Linked DNA regions of Sus scrofa: region 2 is linked to region 1. A link is a contact called in public Hi-C data. All regions are on one chromosome and are shown on one strand. Each heading gives the region's core, a stretch centred on a gene start, on an enhancer-like site or on the middle of the called end of the contact. The rest is flanking DNA. Distances are from core to core; before and after follow the strand shown.

Region 1 (4,984 bases), core at 1,512-4,011:
TTAGCCAACATAGAACTGCCAACTTCATCAGCTCAAGCCACAGAGCAAGTAAGAATGAACTTCTGCTCCCAAATTAGGGGTCTTATTAGCCAAAATCAGGTAGTACATATGTCCACAACCTGACTCAATGGAAACTTGGAAACATGACCCAAAGTTTGCAAAGCATCTCATTAAAAATATGTATGATGGAGTTCCCATCGTGATGCAGCGGCAAATCTGACTAGGAAGCATGAGATTGCAGGTTCCATCCCTGGCCTCGCTCAGTGGGTTAAGGATCTGGTGTTGCCGTGAGCTGTGGAGTAGATCATAGACTCGGCTTGGATCCTGAGTTGCTGTGGCTCTGGTGTAGGTTGGCAGCTATAGCTCCCATCAGACCCCTAGCCTGGGAACCTGCATATGCTGCCGGTGCGGCCCTGAAAAGACAAAAGACAAATATATATATACACATATATATATGTGTGTGTGTATATATATATATACACACACACACATATATATATATATTTGAAGTGATCTTATCATTTCAAATAAGACTTCTACACAATCTATGAACACAATGAAGATGCAAACTAAGAGATTTCTTTAAGCCTGCATGGTTTAGGACTACTGTTAACCAAAGAGATCTTGTGCTTTTTACAGGCACTTGGTAGAGTAAACTTCCTTGCCTTCTTGGAGTTAGGCGGAACCATATGATTTGCTTTGGAAATGAAATTGAGGTCGTGTGATGAGTGTCATTTCCAAGAGGAAGATTCAAGCTAGGGTGACTGGATTTAGCAACACAAGACACCCATTGAAATTTGAATTTCGAACAAACAGCCAATTGGTTTGTTTTTGTTTTTGTTTTTGTTTTTACTGTAAACATGTCTCATGCAATATTTGTGACATACTAATGCTAAGGAATGATCTGTTGTTTATTTATTTATTTATTTTTTCTCTTTTTGCTATTTCTTGGGCCGCTCCCGTGGCATATGGAGATTCCCAGGCTAGGGGTCAAATCAGAGCTGTAGCCACTGGCCTACGCCAGAGCCACAGCAACGCGGGATCCGAGCCGCGTCTGCAACCCACACCACAGCTCACGGCAACGCCAGATCGTTAACCCACTGAGCAAGGGCAGGGACCGAACCCTCAACGTCATGGTTCCTAGTCGGATTCGTTAACCACCGCGCCACGACGGGAACTCCTGTTGTTTATCTGAATTCAGATTTAACTGAGCTTTTGACCTAGCAGCCCTGCTTTAAGTACAGTTGTTCAGCTCATGTGCTTTCCATGTGTCTAGCATAGTCATCATCAGTCCTCAGAAAGTGGATGCCCTATTAAGGGAATGTGATGAGCAGAGCCCTCTGCTGACCTGCACTGGACATGTAGCATAGTCAAGAAATAGCCTTGGTTGGCTAAGCCACTGGAACTTGGGGGCTGGTTGTTGCCATAGCATACCCTAGAGTATCCTGACCGATGTAGACACTGCCCGACACTGAACCTTACCATATCTCATTCTGTAGTAATTGGTGCTCCATGGTGTGGCCTGTGTATTTTTACTTAATAATTAAGTTATTGTTCTTCCTTTTCCCTTTGAAGGTGGACTTAGGTGAAGGCAAGATTTGCTTCTGTTGTGAAGAATATCAACCAGCCAAATGCACAGACAAAGAAAATGCTTTGAAGCTCTTCCCAGTTCAGCCTTGTAGTGCTGTTCACCTTCTACTTAAGGTATCTGGAATGGACCTCACTCCTGCTCAATAAATACACCACAGAGACCCCAAAGAAGGCAGCACTCCCTGAAATAATTCCTCTTCAAATAATGCTGCTGAAAGCAGATAGGAGCAAACCCCTCATCAGTGATCCAGAGACAGAATTGAGAGCAGAAGGAACCAGGTTATTGTGTGTCTCTTAAATTATGATGGGATGGCTTCTTTGTGTTCAAGAATTATAAGCTAGTGAAAAATGTAAAGGAGCCTAAATATGTACATATGTATATGTGTGGGTATATAATATACATATTCAGACACACACACATACCCACCTACCCATCCATGATATAGCTACTCGTATATGATGTAGGTTCAGCAGAACCTGCAAAGTAGATGTCCACTGGTCATTGTTCCTATGCTCCTCTGTTGGCTTAAATGAGTCCTGTGGGCTGTCGAGTGCTGCCACGTAGACTAAGGAGATGCATTGGCCAGAAAATACATGAGAAATTCAAGACATTACCTCTCATTTAATAGGCAAAAGAGATTAAGAACAAATGATGCTAGCTCAAGAGATGTACAAAATTGACCTTTATTAGGGAATTGGATAAAAGCGGTGTCCTGACTTAAGCTCTGTTAGCTAAGTGAGTGACAGGATCAGTTGCTGAGATAATAGCATTTGGATGGTCCATCATTGATGGCTTTCTTTGATCTTTGTTCTGGGTTTCTATTTTGTGTGGAAGAAGAATCTCAGCAAAAGAGAGAGAAGCTCCCAACTCTTTGGGTCATGGAGGATATAAAAAAGACCTTCCTTCTTTGGCTTCTGGATTTTTGGCAGCTGAGTCACCCCCAGACTTTCTCTGAGCCAGAATTTGCTTGAGGAAAGCCCCACTAAGGAGCCTCGACTGTGGCAACAGAAACTTTTGGAATTGGCTTTGCTGCTATTTTGAGACATGTGTTTAGAGGAGAGAAGCCCTGTTTACACTCGGGCCGACCTGCCCCCTGTGTTGTCCTAGTTGGGTGCCTGGAGCAGCTCTGCCAGTGACTCCTGAAATAGAATCAGTGGCCACAAATTAAGCAGCTGTGCTGTCCTGGTGGGGGACCGTGGGTAGGAGGGCGGGGAGATTGGGAATCGGTATCACTGAGGACACTGACTTCAGAAGAGAAACAGCGCTTGCCTGGAAAAAGCGTTTCCAGACAGGATTCTGATGCTGGCAAAAAGAAATATGGTAACGTCAGGTCTGCCTGGCACGGAAAGCTTCTAAGATAAGTTCTGTTTTTAGTTGCAAAGATATTATCTTAAAAATGTAAGAGATTTCAATAGTACCGAAGATGTTTTTAAAATTAAGAAGTACACAGCATTGTGTGAGAGTGTTTTTCTTTTCCTTTTCTTCCTTTTTTTTTTTTTTTTTTTTTTTTTTTTGGCCATGCCTATAGCGTGTGGAATTTCCCAGGCCAGGGATAAAACCCATGCCACTGTAGCGATCCAAGCCACTGCAGTGGTAATGCCCAATCCCTAACCTGCTGCACCACAAGGAAACTCCAGTGAGAGCCTTAATAGTAATCAGCATTTGTTTGGCATGTAGCATGAGCCAAACATCATCTAAGGCCTTTACATACGTTTTCTCATGAGAATTGACTTAGTGGGACAGCACTCTTACTCTTTTTTAAAGTTTTAATGTTGCATTCTGGTCATCAGCTATGAGGTACTCAGGGGCATCATTGTTTCCTGGTTCCAGAAAGTGCTTTTCGCCCTGTGTGCCTTGAACGCCCTGACTACCACTGTCTGCTTGGTGGCAGCCGCCCTCCGCTACCTCCAGATCTTTGCAGCCAGAAGATCCTGCATCGTAAGTGCATGCAAGGGGGCCGTGCGAGACCATGTCTCCGCTGAGCCTGCCTGCGAACTTTTTTGTGTAACCCGTTGCTTTTTGCCCTGAGCCTTTGTAGGGAAGGCTGTGGACTAACTGAGGTGCTGTTTAATTAGGATGAATCCCAGATTTCTGCAGAAGAAGTGGAGGAACACAGACGCATCCCAGACCCTGATGACTTTGTGCCTCCGGTGCCTCCCCCTTCCTATTTTGCCACGTTTTACTCGTGTACACCCCGGATGAACCGCAGGTATTCTCCTAAGCCCCAGGTTTCTTTGGGGTGCCCTCAGTTTTGAAAATGGAAGGGTCTCCAGAACTCACAGCATGCGCTCTGGCTTCTCTCCAAAGTCTAGACATTGTGTTATTTTTCAAGATTTTCTGTTTTCTTTCTCTCTTTCTTTTTTTTTTTTGAGGGGGAGGGGTCCTGACAAATTGCATGAAACCAAAGTTCAAACTTTGACCTAAGAATATAGTTTTTCAATTTCAATTAGCTTCCTAGGAAAACTGACACCCAGTGAGATAACTGCTGTAATTTGACATGATTGAGAACTGCTGTTGCCCTGGAAACGCTCTCAGTTGGGCCAAATCGATATTCATTGTAACACCATCAGCAGGTCCTCATGTCATGAAATTCTCTCCCAGCCATTAAAAAAGATTAATTATTAATTACATCTCCTTGGTCTAGGAAAAAGAATAGACACCATGTTTTGCTTCCTTTTCAAATTCTAGCTCAAAATTTGATCGTCTGTTTCTTAAATCTCAGAAATGATTATTTGTAGAATGAAGTGCCACATACATTGGTTCTTGTTGTTTGCTACTTCGAGAATTGTACCTTTCTAAAGATTAACTTCATTTATTCATCCGACAAACATTTAATCCATCTTCTATTGCTTACTAATCATGGTGCTGGGTTATTGAAATCTGAAATGAGTAATACCCACACCCCCCATTCCCACCCTCCACCCCCATCAAAGAGCTCACAGTCTAGGTCTTAAAATGAGTGTTGGAAGGATCCCCATAGGACTCAAAAGGGAGGATTTTTTTTTTTTTTTTTTTTTTTTTGAATGCAGAAGGAGAACTGCCCACCCCACATGGAGAGTGGGCTGCAGAGAGTTTGAAGGAAGAGTCAGCTAATCAGAGTTGGCTTGTTGGACGAAGTGATCTTTGTATGAATTTACAGGGTAAACAAACCTGAATTTTAAGCTTCCAAAAGAAAATCTCTGAATTCACCAAGGAAGACTAGTATCTTTCACTTGCTATTGGGCGGGCTAGGAATTTCTGCCTTTTTTTTTTTTTTTTTTTTTTTTAATCCTTTTAGGCCTGTTCTTGCAGCATATGGAAGTACCCAGGCTAGGGGTCGAATTGGAGCTGCAGCTGCTGGCCTACACCACGGCCACAGCAACGCCTAATCCAGGCAGATTATGCAACCTACAC
Region 2 (4,984 bases), core at 1,559-4,058, 810 kb after region 1:
TATGCTATTATAGTTTAGCAACTATTTCCCAAAAGTGGCTGGGATTCTAAAAATACTCAAGTCTTATCCTCTTTTTTTTCTAGATAAAGCTCCACTCAGCCTGTCTTTAGAGTTTTGTGAAAATTCCACCCCTTTAGTTAAGTGTCTAATGCTGGAATTTTTGTTTTGCTGTATGTTTTTTAATTTTTAAAGTTCTATTACAACTTATTTTCAAATCGTTAAATGAATGCAATTGCATTATAGATTGTAGTATAGGATATCCTGCAATTGTGTCAATAGCATCATAATGAAGGGCTCTGGTCTTTCACTGACTAGATTATAGTAATTTTGTGAATAATTATTCCACCAACTCTGCAGTCACCATATCCAAATTTATTTGTGCAAAATGACTTTAAAAGATTTTTAAACCTCATCAGAAGAGAAGTTAAATCTAACGCAGAACCAAATCCTCTGGTAAATTGTTGAGGTCTGCCACTGTAACAAGAATCTAACTAGGTTTGTTTTGTGAACATGAGTAATTGATGGTACTGTTGGCATAGGATTGAAATGTTTCTGTCTGAAGAGAGAAGGCCATTTCTGGAAACTATCATTCACATCCTAATTATAGGCCCAACTGGTACTCTTCAATTGGTAAAGTAGGTGGTAGATTAACCCAGCAACCTGGCCAGCTATGTCTCTCGAGCAGGCCATAGAAACTACTTTAAAAGACAGTGAAAAGAAACCAGTCACTTCAGCCAGTGTTGAGCTCTTTAACAATCTTTTTAAACTACACGCACGACCAGGGTCTGTGGTTGTGTATTCCAGAGCTCCCTGCAAAGCTTCACTTCTTCCCTCCCTTAGCAAAATCATATTGACTGTGTTGGGTGACACTTAAACTATGACACTTCCTGCAGTTAAAATCAGTCACCCAGATTCTTTTAAAACTCCGTCCTGATTTGGTTTGGGAAAGTAAGTTCCTGACATATCTGTTTCTCTACTTTTTCTTCCACTTTTAACAGGTTAAGAGGCAGTCTAGTCCCTCTGACTATCACAGCTTTGTGGCTGGGTTTCTGTACAGACTCTCTCTCCATCCCACTGCCTCTCCCTGAAAAAAAAAAAAAAGCTTTAGGAGAGGCTTGAAATTATATACTATGAGGAAAGTTTTCTCCATTACTCTTTTGGATCTGCTGCCTGTCATTATGTTATTTTGAGGGAGAAGATCATTGTTTTTTGAAAGGGAGACAAGCTTGGGTTGGGGGGTGGGGGAGACACACTGTTGCCCTTTGACAATTTGCAGATTTCTGAAGCAGGAAATTGGAACAGTAAAGCCCTGATCATCTTGGGGATGATTATTCAGCTGGAGTCTTAGTCCATCTCCCTTGCCTTTCTGCTCTTTTGCCTTTTCTTTCCAGGATCTAAGGATATTTCATTCCTCGTTAAAACCACCACCTGGTGATGTGCAGAGGAAGAGAAAACTAATTCCATCCAGTCCCTTTTTATAATGTAAACAACTGTCCTGCTTTGACTGAAGAGAATGAATAGTTTGAAATTGACAGTGAATCCAAAAAGGAGGTCCAGATCTTGAAAGCGACTCACATAGGGACTACATGTAATAGGAGCTGAGCAAGTGGGATTTGAAAGTACAGCAGTTTTCTACCCCCTCGATCACTGGTTCTCTCAAAATCTCAGAGATTTTGCCCCTGCCTGCCCCTGCCTGCCCCACCCCCTCCACATCCTCAAAGGGACCTTTGGCAATGTTTGGAGACATGTTTTCTCCAACATGTTATGACTTGTGAATGATATTGGTATCTAGTGGGTAGGAACCAGGAATGCTTAAAATCCTGCAGTGCACAGGGCAGTGACCCACAGCAAAGAACTATCTAGCCCCAAATATCAATAGTAAATAAATGATCACGTGCAATTCTGTTTTAAGTATGATAAAAAGTAAGTTAAATCATATTTTGATCCTTCCTTGACTATATTTACAATTGTTTGCAATTTTTTTTTATTTTCAATTAATTTATTTATGTATTTATTTAGCGCTGCACCCACGGCATGTGGAGGTTCCCAGGCCAGGGGTCCAGTCAAAGCTACAGCTGCCAGCCTACACCACAGCTGTAGCAACATCAGATCTGAGCCACATCTGTGACCTATGCCACAACTCACTTAATCACCAGATCCTTAACCCACTGAGTGAGGTCAGGGAGCAAACCCGCAACCTCACCATTCCTAGTCAGATTCCTTTCCTCCTACGCCATGATGGGAACTCCACAAATGTGTTTTTAATTGCTCTCCATTCAGTGCCTATTTTTATTTCCAAAATTAGGTAAATTTGAAATCAGTTTTTACTTAATATTCTCAATCAAAACAAAAATTTTTAAATATCACCAATCCCTAAGGACTGGAATCTGTATTAAACTGAAACAAATTGATTTACACAAAGCTAACTTAACCCTAACTCTTAAGAGGTCTGCAAAGTATCAGGAACACCTGTCTAAGGGATAGCATTTTACTTTGTCCCTCTTCTTTTCCCCTCTCACATAGGCAATAGTATATATTCAAAGTGCGTAAGATTTTTTTCCCAGTCTCTAGAGATATTCTCTGTGTCTTGAAATACTGACTAAAATGAAATAAGCACTGTTTTTGAAAAAGAGCTATAAAGAAAGGAGAGGTTAAGGAAATGGGCAATTTCCTTTTTGTCACATTCGTAACAGGACCCAGGGACAGATTTCTTAAGAACAGACCAAAATGTTTGGCTTTCTCTTTGCCTGTGTCAGCCAGGCCTAGTCATCAGCTTACCTAATCACCAACTGCCCTAAAATAACCTCTGCACCTCAAGCAGCCTCAAAATGTAAGAAGGCAGCACAAGAATAGGAGCTGACATTATGAGCATTATTAATAGCAGGTGGAAATCCAATGTGTTAGACTGAAATTAATCTGGTCCTGTTTCTTTTGTGTGTTGGAATGCAGATAGACAACTGCAAACTGATCTGAGGTTTGAGCCCACAGTTTGAATCTAGTACATAGCTGGCTGAATTTGCAGATCTTTTATCAGACAGGACAACATGTGGCCTGGCCAGTATTGTAAGTGTAGAAAATCTTCTAAGATAGGAATAACCTAGTGACTTACCGTGGTCCAGAACATCTTCAGCATTTCGTTTAACCCTCTGTGGCAGTTTACACATTTGTTTGGCATGTCCAAAAGGAGCCAGGAAGCTCTACCCCGTGGAACTTTCTGCAATGAGGAAGTTTGCATAACTGCCGTGTCCAACTCACTTGACCACTAGCTATTTGTGGTTACTGAGCACTTGAAATGTGGTTAGTGCACCTAAGGGAAATGAACTTTTAATTCTATTTAATTTTATTTTATATAACCACATGTGCTCATGACTACTGTAGTAAATAATGCCAATCTGAAAAACAGTAACTCATTATTCCACATCTTAATTATAGATAACTTGAATCTTCTTTTTTCTCAATTATAAATATAACAAAATTAAAGAATGGTTAGAAAATAAAAGGAAATTCTGTTCAATACCCATAATTTTATGATCCTTCACAGAATTGTTAGGCATTCGGTAATGTTAAAGATTTTATCCAATGTATTTTTAGATGAATTAGATATAATTTGTCTTATTTTGTTGTATTTTATCTGTTAAAACCTTCTTTTTTCATTTTAATTATGAGTGGAATATATATTTCTGCTACTAAATAATATTCATAAGCTATCAGAGTGAATGATTGCCTTTCTTAGATTGAAGCATCGTAGTTTATTTATTTCCCCTATTTTTGAAATCTTAGGTTATTTCATTTGTTTGCTTGCTCGCTTGGTCTTATGGTCATTATGAAATAATGCTGTAGTCAACATGTGAAAGCAGATTAACATTTCTTCTCTTTAGGACATGTTTACATGCCAATTGTTTGAGTCTAATATACGTTAACAGTTTATACAGTGAATCATTTCACTGCCACAGATTCATTTTGAAAAAGTACTTTATCACTATTTTTGTCAAAAATAGACTTTAAAGCCACAAAAGGAAAAGAAAGCCAAGACTTTTCTCTCTGTACCACAATTAATTCAGTAATTTATAAGACAGATTATTATTCCCTCCTGTATAACACGAAGAATTGCTGATAAAATATAACTGCACTCAGGGCTGATAGCATAAACCGCTTTGCAAGTGGGGAATAAGTTCACACGCATAAATCCTACAAATAAAATCCTCCTTTGGAGATCCATAGAGATAAGAAAACTAATGGAAGTTATACAAAAAACCCAGAACACCCCCTTTTATTTTGTTCATTGTAAGTATATGTACTTACGTATTATTACATCTTCAAACTATCCTTTTTATAATTTAAAGTAATATAAATACATAAAAAGTTTAAATAAGTAAACTTTCACACATCTTACAATTAGTAGTTATTCTGAAGATACTGGCTTACAACCTTTTATATTTTGCATAGTGGTAAACTGCATGTGATTTTAAAATTTCTTTTTAAATGAATTCTATATTCTGGTGGCTCTGATCATCAAAAAATAAAGGAAATGTACTGATAATATTTGTAAATTGAGTTCATAGCACACTGAATATTGGAACCTAAAAAAATCAGATTTCCTCATTATTCATAATTTGGATTATATTCTCTATGTCTTTGTTTATATTAAGATTTATAGTTGAGGGATTGAACATAGGCTGTTCAATCTCTCAGCTCTCAGTTGTGTTCGTTAAACATTAGGTTATACATGTGAAGCCACTTTGTAAACTGCAGACTACAGTGAAAATCTAATATAAATGTTTTGAAAAGTGCTCTTTGTTCATCCTATATGTGAAAAGGAGACTTTTAAAGTGGCTTAATGGAAAAAAATCTAAGACTTTTCTCTCTCTCTTTGGTGCAATGAATTTAATAATTTATGATAGAGATTTATTTTTCCTTCACATACAACAGTAAAAATGATTAGCCTGGTAAAATAACTGCACTTAGGGCTTTTATTAGCAATAAC

Evidence for each region. A called contact is a pair of places that touch in the nucleus more often than the background predicts.
Region 2: a Hi-C map of skeletal muscle shows a contact between it and region 1, with 3 times the contacts expected there. The contact joins two enhancer-like sites. A contact is called at or near these places in 1 of 47 Hi-C or Micro-C datasets (skeletal muscle) and 1 of 2 datasets of contacts at active chromatin or transcription factors (skeletal muscle).

Annotation. Positions count from the first base shown.
Region 1 is chr1:222,703,645-222,708,628 of Sscrofa11.1, forward strand. It overlaps FAM189A2 (protein FAM189A2), which reads left to right. Exons shown (of 10, transcript XM_021064674.1): 4 at 1,576-1,704; 5 at 3,422-3,529; 6 at 3,667-3,800. Among named protein-coding and RNA genes, the nearest start is that of FAM189A2, 48 kb to the left of the region's middle. Within about 2 kb of position 2,762, at least 11 of the 83 cell types and tissues checked have an H3K27ac peak or open chromatin away from gene starts, as enhancers often do. A contact at or near this core is called in skeletal muscle, where this site is marked.
Region 2 is chr1:223,511,718-223,516,701 of Sscrofa11.1, forward strand. No RefSeq gene overlaps it. Among named protein-coding and RNA genes, the nearest start is that of MAMDC2, 27 kb to the right of the region's middle. Within about 2 kb of position 2,809, at least 10 of the 83 cell types and tissues checked have an H3K27ac peak or open chromatin away from gene starts, as enhancers often do. A contact at or near this core is called in skeletal muscle, where this site is marked.